Regions from separate parts of the Mus musculus genome. Here region 1 is linked to region 2. A link is a contact called in public Hi-C data. All regions are on one chromosome and are shown on one strand. The core of a region is the stretch at or near the end of the contact, and the rest is flanking DNA. Distances in the headings are between cores, read along the strand shown.

Region 1 (3,976 bases), core at 542-3,041, 300 kb after region 2:
AAGATCAAAAGAGATAATCCCGACTCAGTTCTAAGACCTGGCCTGGCACAGAATGCACCCTGAAATGGTATGGATTATTACTGCCGAGGCTGAAGAGGGTGAGTAAGAGCTAGAAAAGATGACCAACAGGGAGGTTGTTTCAATAGTCTAGAAAGAGACTTCATTTACACATCCCCAGGCTCATTCAGCAGGCTGACTGTACTCTGTCCATTGACTCTAAGCATCTCAGCTTCCTTCAGCTTCCTAGCTCCTGCTCTGGCCTGCTGCATCCCTAGACCTAGCCTTATTTCTCCCTCTCCATTTCTGCCTCGTACCTCGTGTGTACGGAGCAGGTTCTACATCAGGCGTGTAGGCCAAAGCCCTCACCAGCTCCACACAGGTCCTCCCTTATAGATGCTACTTTCACGAACAAGGACACAAGAGTTTTCAGATCAGTCATTATCACACCTCTCCCCTGTGCCCATCAAGAGCTTCTTGAGTGTGCCCCAGGCCACACTTGGGGTGTGAAGGATGATGAGAGGCTAATGTCTAAGTGGCACCTGTGGGCAGCGGGTGGATGAAGTGGCCCTTTGTGGCAAGTCCCAGCCTATGGCTGAGGTGTTGCTTTGGTTCTTGCAGAATTATCCATAAACTGCATAGAAAAGCTTCAGCGTGGCTAATGTGAACATGGAGGAATACCATCAAAAGGAAAGACTTGGGAACCAGAAAGACAGCTCTAGGGGCATCAAAGTGTTCAACTTCTTCAGCCAGTTTCAGCCATAGAGCAAATGCTGATGGCACAGGGGCCATTGGAGGACAGCTGGACCACTAAGTAAGTACCCTACTAAGTAAGCAGCCAGGCTGCATGGAAGCTGGAAGGCCAGAGGGTGAGGGGGTCAGGAAAAGGATGAGCAGGAAAGGAGGGGAGAGAGCTGAGGCATGCCAAGAAGGTTCTGAGCACCACCAGTATTAGTAGCTATCGTAAATGGACAACATAATTCATGAGGTCATGTCCAATCACAGATAAAGATACCCAAACAACCCCGAGTGTCTGGAAAGGAAACAATTTTCTCTGATAACATCTTCCTTAAGACTGCGTATGTGTCTGGTTTTATACACCGGCTGTCTCAGTTTTTCTCCACAATGAATTCCTGGAAAATGCATCATGAAAGTCTGCCTTTCCTCACAGGAATAATAAAAACATGGACTGCTGCTCTCCTGTCTGTGACTCAGCATGGAACAAACTGTGATAAGACCACAACTATACCATAAAAGCAAAGATATAACAATAACCCACACAATCCTGGGAAACTCAAACAACAGCCTCCAAGTCATTAAAGGGAGCATTGTAGAATGCAGGGGACCTCTGAGTTTGCTCAAGTCCTGCCACTCAAAAGGTGAGGCTAACACTGAACCAAGAGAAATCAGTTTATTTCAAATCTAACAGTTAGGCTTCTTTCTGACATTTAACTGGAAAGCTGTCAACCTACTTCAAAAGAATTGCCCCACGTGGGCTAAAATTGATGTAAGTATGCAGAGATGTACAGTGAACCCACAAAACAGTAAGATACAAATGTGCCCGATTGTTTTATATCATCCAACATTTATATATTAGCTATAATAATAGCATACATATACTTCTATTTAATTGTACACTGTAACCTGTGGCTATGGCCTCCACCGCAAAAGCAAGGAAAAGAGAAAAAAAAAAAAAAGAAGAAAAGAAAACAAAAAAAGAACTCACGCAGAACCCTTAGGAGCTGCTAGCAAGTTGGAAAGAATCCAAGTGTTTCCTCAGGAGGAATGACTAAGCAAAGGAGTGAGCTGATACTATGTTATATAACTTCTAAGCAGTGATTGCTGTATGAAAAAGCCCCACTGAGACCCAAGGAAGCATTCTAAAGAGGAGAGGTCACTTTTGGTGACACAGTCTCCCTTTAGTCATTCATGCTCTCATAATTAACACCTTTCCCACACTCACAACTAAGCAACTACCTACCTAACTGAATACTGACGAGATAATCCTGAGCTCAGGACTTTCTGGAAACTGCCTCAATGCCTAAATGAGTCTGTCAGAGCTGCACAGTCTAATGCCAGCCCTCAGGCTGCTTTAGAGTCCATTCTAGACAAGAAAATTGCTTCAAATGTTTGGATGTTCAGTTGACTTGTTTCCAAAGTTATTCTACATCACATAACTGTGAAGTCTACACTAGCAATACGAATATAGGAAAATGTATTTATTTTCTTGATGAAAATATAACTGCCAAACTTGTTATTCTATTATCTTTGCCACCATTACTTAGCAATCAGTAAGAAAGAGGTCACATGTCAATATTCCCAAACCTTTCTTCCCTACACAAACATCTCACCATGTGACTGAGAAGTGATGAGCCCAGAGTGGACGTGCTCCCATTTATGCCACACAGAAGCTGAGCAGGTGTGGTCCATGGTGTATCAAACACCGAGTGCCACCCTGTTTATGGTGTCTAGTCTGTCTTAAAACCTACAGGGCACCGTACCATAAATGAAAACCCAACTGCAAAGTAAAACCCAAATCAGGAATATTTTTGGGCAAATACTATTTGGAGGACAGAATTTTTGCTACTGGAGAATAGAGGTATGTACAAATAAGGAGCCAATTAGTCAGAAGATTTAGAGACTAAAGTTTATGAGATGAGAAGGGTTGACTGACAAAGAGAATCATTTGATTTATGTGCGTCAAGACTTGGGCATTCTGGTTTTTGAACATACATTCATTTACAGAGAAAGCACAAAGGCTGTTCCTATCAAAACACTGCTGCTCAGTTCTCCCGAGACTCATGGGAGAAGGTAAATTAATAATCCCACTGGAAGGACTTGGTCCTTCCCAGAAAGGACATCTTTTTGTCTGTTCATCAGACAAAAACTGAGCAAATGTACTTTACAAGGACTTTATATCACCTGAGAGGAAAGCACGGACAACAGTTCCAGAAACCTAACACGTTTCCATCAGTGTGTGTATGTACAATTGATAAAATTTGCTATTACTAACGTTCAAAGGCCAATGGCAGAAACAAATTAAATCATAATTTATCTCCAGACTCTAAAAAGAAAACTTCCTTAAAGCAAACTGCTGTTTTCCCTGTATTCATCCCCATGCTTTCAGCCTTAGATCACTCTTCCAGTCAGTATTTACACTGAATGATCTAATCAGAATGTAACCAAAGATGATTAATGCTGATGTGATGTAAACCTGCCTTTCCTTAGCCTGAACCATACTAGACAAAGAGTTCCCTAAGGAAACTATCAGGAGCTAAACATATAGACATGGGCCATGAAACCAATCAATCAAATATTTCTTACCAAATCAAGTATTACATCACCCAAACAAGCTAGAAATGAATAAGTCTGACAGCAAGCCACAGCCCATCAGCAGTCCCGGCAGGGATGAGGCCAGATGACCAGCATGGGCCTGAGGGCTCTGCAGAGGCTGAACTCTGCCCCAGCAAGTCACGAAGGGCCCTGGAGTCAGGTAGCAATGTGTTTAGTGAGACAGGGGGTGAGCTGGATAGGGGCCATGCCTTCCCGTCCCATGCCCAGAATGGCAGAGGTTACTGGCAATGGGTCACAGCTCAGCCAGCTGACCCAAACTGGTATCAGGCCTGAGTATGCCTCAAACTCCTTTGACAACTTAAATCAACAGTGTGGGAACAGTCACCCGCAGCTCAGCCAGGTTCCTGCCACAATCTATTGTTTGGAATGAACTGAAACTGATTACATCTCTTAGGGCTCTGGACAATAGCCAAGTCATGAGTGTCCTGAATATTAATTCACCCCTAGCAAATTATGCTCAAGATTCACTCTGGAAGTGGCCATGAACCTCTAGAACATTGTTTTATTTTTGTTTATTTCTATACTAACAGGAGGGCCAGATAATGGTAGACACAATCTGAAGATTCGTATTCCCAGAGTGCCACCAGAGAGAAGGCACTGTTCCCTGAGTCACCATCACTCCATA
Region 2 (3,636 bases), core at 502-3,001:
GGATGATTTCAAGTGTGTTCGAGGGTCTGTGCCGTTTATGTACAAATACCACGCCCTTCACAAAGAGGGATCGTGAGCACCTGCAGAGTTTGCTGTCTCGTGGTCTGGGGCGGGAGTTTGGAAACAGTTCTTCAACAACAACCAAGGACTACCTAAAAGGACCCACCGATTTGCCCAATTCCTTATTTGCACAGAGGCTGGGATAGCGGGAGGGACGCTGTGCTCTGAGGCTGGTGTAGAGGAGTAAGAGCTGAAGGATATGGGGTGGGAGTCCCCCTTGTTGGTATTCTGTCTGAACTCCACCCCCACAGTTCCTGGCAACAGCCAGGTATGCTCCTCCCCAGTTACCTAGCAATGATCAGATAGGTCTGGCCCACTATACAAGGGGCTGCTTGCCCCCTCTTTCCTCTCTTGTCCCTCTTGTTCTCTTACTCTCTTACTCCTGCTTCTCACTTGCCCCCTTCTCCCCCCCCTCTCTCCGCATCCCGCCCCCCATCTCCCCGCGGTCATGGCTGGCCTCTACTTCTCTATTCTCTCCCTCTCTCTGCCTTTCTTTCTACCTTTACTACTCTCTTAACTACCCTCGTCATGCCCTGAATAAACTCTAGTTGGTCTCTCAGGGGCAAGGGATGCCTCGGCACGGACCCGCTGAGGGACCTCCTTCCCCAATACCTTCCTCCACACACCTCAGAACCTATGTTAATATTTCTTTATTTTTTTTTATGATCACAATACCTCTTCTCACAGGGGAGTGTGTGTGTGTGTGGGGGGGGGGGGGGAGGAACAGAAGTCTCTCTTCTCAGCTCTCCTTTTCTTCTGACGCTACTGGGGCAGAGCCCAGGGTAGCTGATCTCCTCACAACAGTATTGTAACTGTTGCACAATGGCCAAATATGAGTTTAGAAGTCCCCTGAGACGGGAATCCTGTCACCATAGGTTTTTCTTTCTTTCTCTTGTTTGTTTGGAAATAGGCCTGCCTAGCTTTAACCTTAAAATCTTCCTGCCTCAGCCTCCTGAATGCTGGGATTACAGATTCGAGTTAGTATACTAGATCTATTCTGGACCTATTTGTCTGATATCATGTACTTGTTCATTTTTGCAGCACTGGGAACCAAACCCAAAGCCTTATGCCTCCTGGACAGGCATGCTACTGAGATGTGAGCTAGTTCTTCTGTAGACTGTATGGGATGTGCTGGGGGAGTGGGGGAGAGGCAAGGATGGGGCGCGGGGCCCCATACTAACAACTGTAAATTGCCTGTATACATTGCAGTGAGACGGAGGCTGAGTTAAAGAGAAGGTTTGGGGTTAAAATGGCAGAGTCTGAAGCAGTGTGGAGTATGGCGAGGAGGGTATTCGGTAACCTAGCTAGCTAGACAGATAAGAAAAAAGGAAGGGCTCTGGGCCAGTGACAGCAATCCAGCTGGCTCCTCTGAAAGCCCTTGAGGAATGTATGCAAGGCACCCTTGTCCTGCTTTTAATGCAGCTAATTGTGACAGAAGGCACCATAAGTAAGGATGGCTTCTAACCAGATCTGAGAGGCTGCCTCACAGACAGGGGTCTAAATATGAGCTAACCAAGAAAAGACTGCAGCCACATCTTGGAAACAAAGACAGCCTAATATAACCAACAGCATTCGGGACATCTACAAGGTCAGAGGCAGTGCTGCCGGCCAAGGGCCAAGAGACTGACAACTAGCAGACAGTCAAGGTCAAAGCAGGAAACGGAGACGGACAGAGGGAGATTTGATTACCTCTAACTGTGTGGGCAGCACATGACGTGAACAGTGTGTGAGCAGCTCTCTGGTTGGACCAGAGGGATAGCATAGAGTCAGCCCTCCATTGGGCTGGCTCATAATGGCCCAAAGAATCAGCCAGTCACAGAGATAACTTCCAGTTTCTGCTTCACGCTTCTAAATTCCCCAGACTATGAAGCTCTGAAGTTTTTACCTCTTTTGGAACTCACTCCTCAAGAATTTCTCTCTTTCTTAATTCCTTTTTTAAAAAATCATCACTAAAACACACTATTTGGCCTAACTTAAACATGTCAAAAAATTCTCATAAATGAAACAGCAAAAAAAAAAAAAAAAAAAAGGAAAATTCTGTGTCTTAACTTCTTAAATGTACACACGCTTTATACCTAATGCTGTTTCTACAAAACCAGTATTTCTAGTTTTTTTTTTTTTTAAAGTAAACTGTATTCCTAACTTCCTGTCCCATTTTCTGTATTTCTGCTACCAGAGTCCTTGGAGATCTCCTGAACAATGGCCTGGGGGATCATTCCTAGGGTGACACCTCCTTTCACTCTGCAGAATCCCTTTTCTCTCTCTCTTTTAAAACAACCATGGATGCCTAATCCAGCCTCCTGTCTTTACACACAAGCAAACAGAGAGAGCAAAGCTTTGGCTGGTATCCCCAGAGGCAGACCTGGGCCTGGAATCCGAGCAGAGATTCTTTCTACCATAGTGTGACCTGTAACTATAGTTTCACCTGTCTTCAAACTTGCTGCGTAGCTGAGGAGGACCTTGAACTTTTGATGGCCTCCTCTGCCTCCCGAGTCCTGAGATGATAGGTGTGTACCCCCACACTTAGTCTACGTAGTGTTGGCTTTGATATGTGCAGAAGACTACAGGTGCCCACCGAGGCCAGAGCTACCCTAGAGCTAGAGTTACAGGCCGCCCTGAGCCACCTGAAATAAGGGCTGGGAATTAAACTCAGGTCTTCTGCTAGAGCAAGATGGTAGTTGGAGTGAGAAATGTCCTTCATAGGCTCAATTATTTGAATACTTAGTCCTCCAGAATACTTAACTGTTTGGGACGTTATAGGACCTTTAGAATGTGAAGGTTTGCTGGAGGAAGTATGTCACCAAGTATCAAGCTCTGCAAATGTATAACTTCAGCATCCTTCCTGTCTACTCTCTCAGCTTCTTTCTCCAGTCACTGCCCCACTTCTCCTGCCATTATGGACTCTTATCTCTCTAGAACCATAAGCCAAAATAAAGTCTGCCTTCCATAAGTTGCTTTAGTCAAGGTCTTTGACCATAGTGAACATAGCCTGAAAGCAGTGTGAGTTCTTAATGATGCCGACATCTCTCCAGCCCTGTGACTGAGTTTGTAAAAGCTATTTAGTAGTACGCACTGTTGTCAAGTTTTATCCTGAATATTTATTCTCCTAAAGCCAGCAGGCTATCAGACTCATTAGTGCCTGCAGTGTTTACACCAAAGCCTCTGTGTGTTGGTGGCCAATGAAAACAGCAATTACCATAAAGTTAATAAGGACTATCAATGGCTACTGTGATGACAGGCCATGGTCTGCAAGGGATGAGTGGGGGATGATTTGATTTGTGGTCAATTATTTACCCAGATTGAGACATAAAGCTTTTGTTAAGCGAGGAAAGATTAGATCAGGTTGAGAAGCAACTGGGAGCAGTCTTTCGTCTCGGGGCTCAAACCCAAACTGTACATGTTGACCTGTAGCCACATCCTATGCTCTATGGCTCGACCTTCCTGTAGACTCTAGGCTGCCCACTGCTTTTAGTGGCTACAGGGGAAGACTCTACCCATCACAGTTGCACCACTTCTTCTCTGAGAAGAATTAGAACTGTGGATAGGAGGGAGATTTCAAACCCAAGGTGAAAGCAG

The links. A called contact is a pair of places that touch in the nucleus more often than the background predicts.
Region 1: a Hi-C map of Sertoli cells shows a contact between it and region 2, with 5 times the contacts expected there. The contact joins two enhancer-like sites. A contact is called at or near these places in 3 of 484 Hi-C or Micro-C datasets (the HL-1 cell line, Sertoli cells and adipose-derived mesenchymal stem cells), 1 of 115 datasets of contacts at active chromatin or transcription factors (fibro-adipogenic progenitors) and 1 of 9 other capture datasets (embryonic stem cells).

What each region holds. Positions count from the first base shown.
Region 1 is chr13:29,501,835-29,505,810 of GRCm38.p6, forward strand. All of the region lies in intron 11 of Cdkal1 (CDK5 regulatory subunit associated protein 1-like 1), which reads right to left. Among named protein-coding and RNA genes, the nearest start is that of Cdkal1, 350 kb to the right of the region's middle. Within about 2 kb of position 1,792, at least 102 of the 459 cell types and tissues checked have an H3K27ac peak or open chromatin away from gene starts, as enhancers often do. A contact at or near this core is called in Sertoli cells, where this site is marked.
Region 2 is chr13:29,198,145-29,201,780 of GRCm38.p6, forward strand. It overlaps a transcript of Cdkal1 not described here. Among named protein-coding and RNA genes, the nearest start is that of A330102I10Rik, 180 kb to the left of the region's middle. Within about 2 kb of position 1,752, at least 25 of the 459 cell types and tissues checked have an H3K27ac peak or open chromatin away from gene starts, as enhancers often do. A contact at or near this core is called in Sertoli cells, where this site is marked.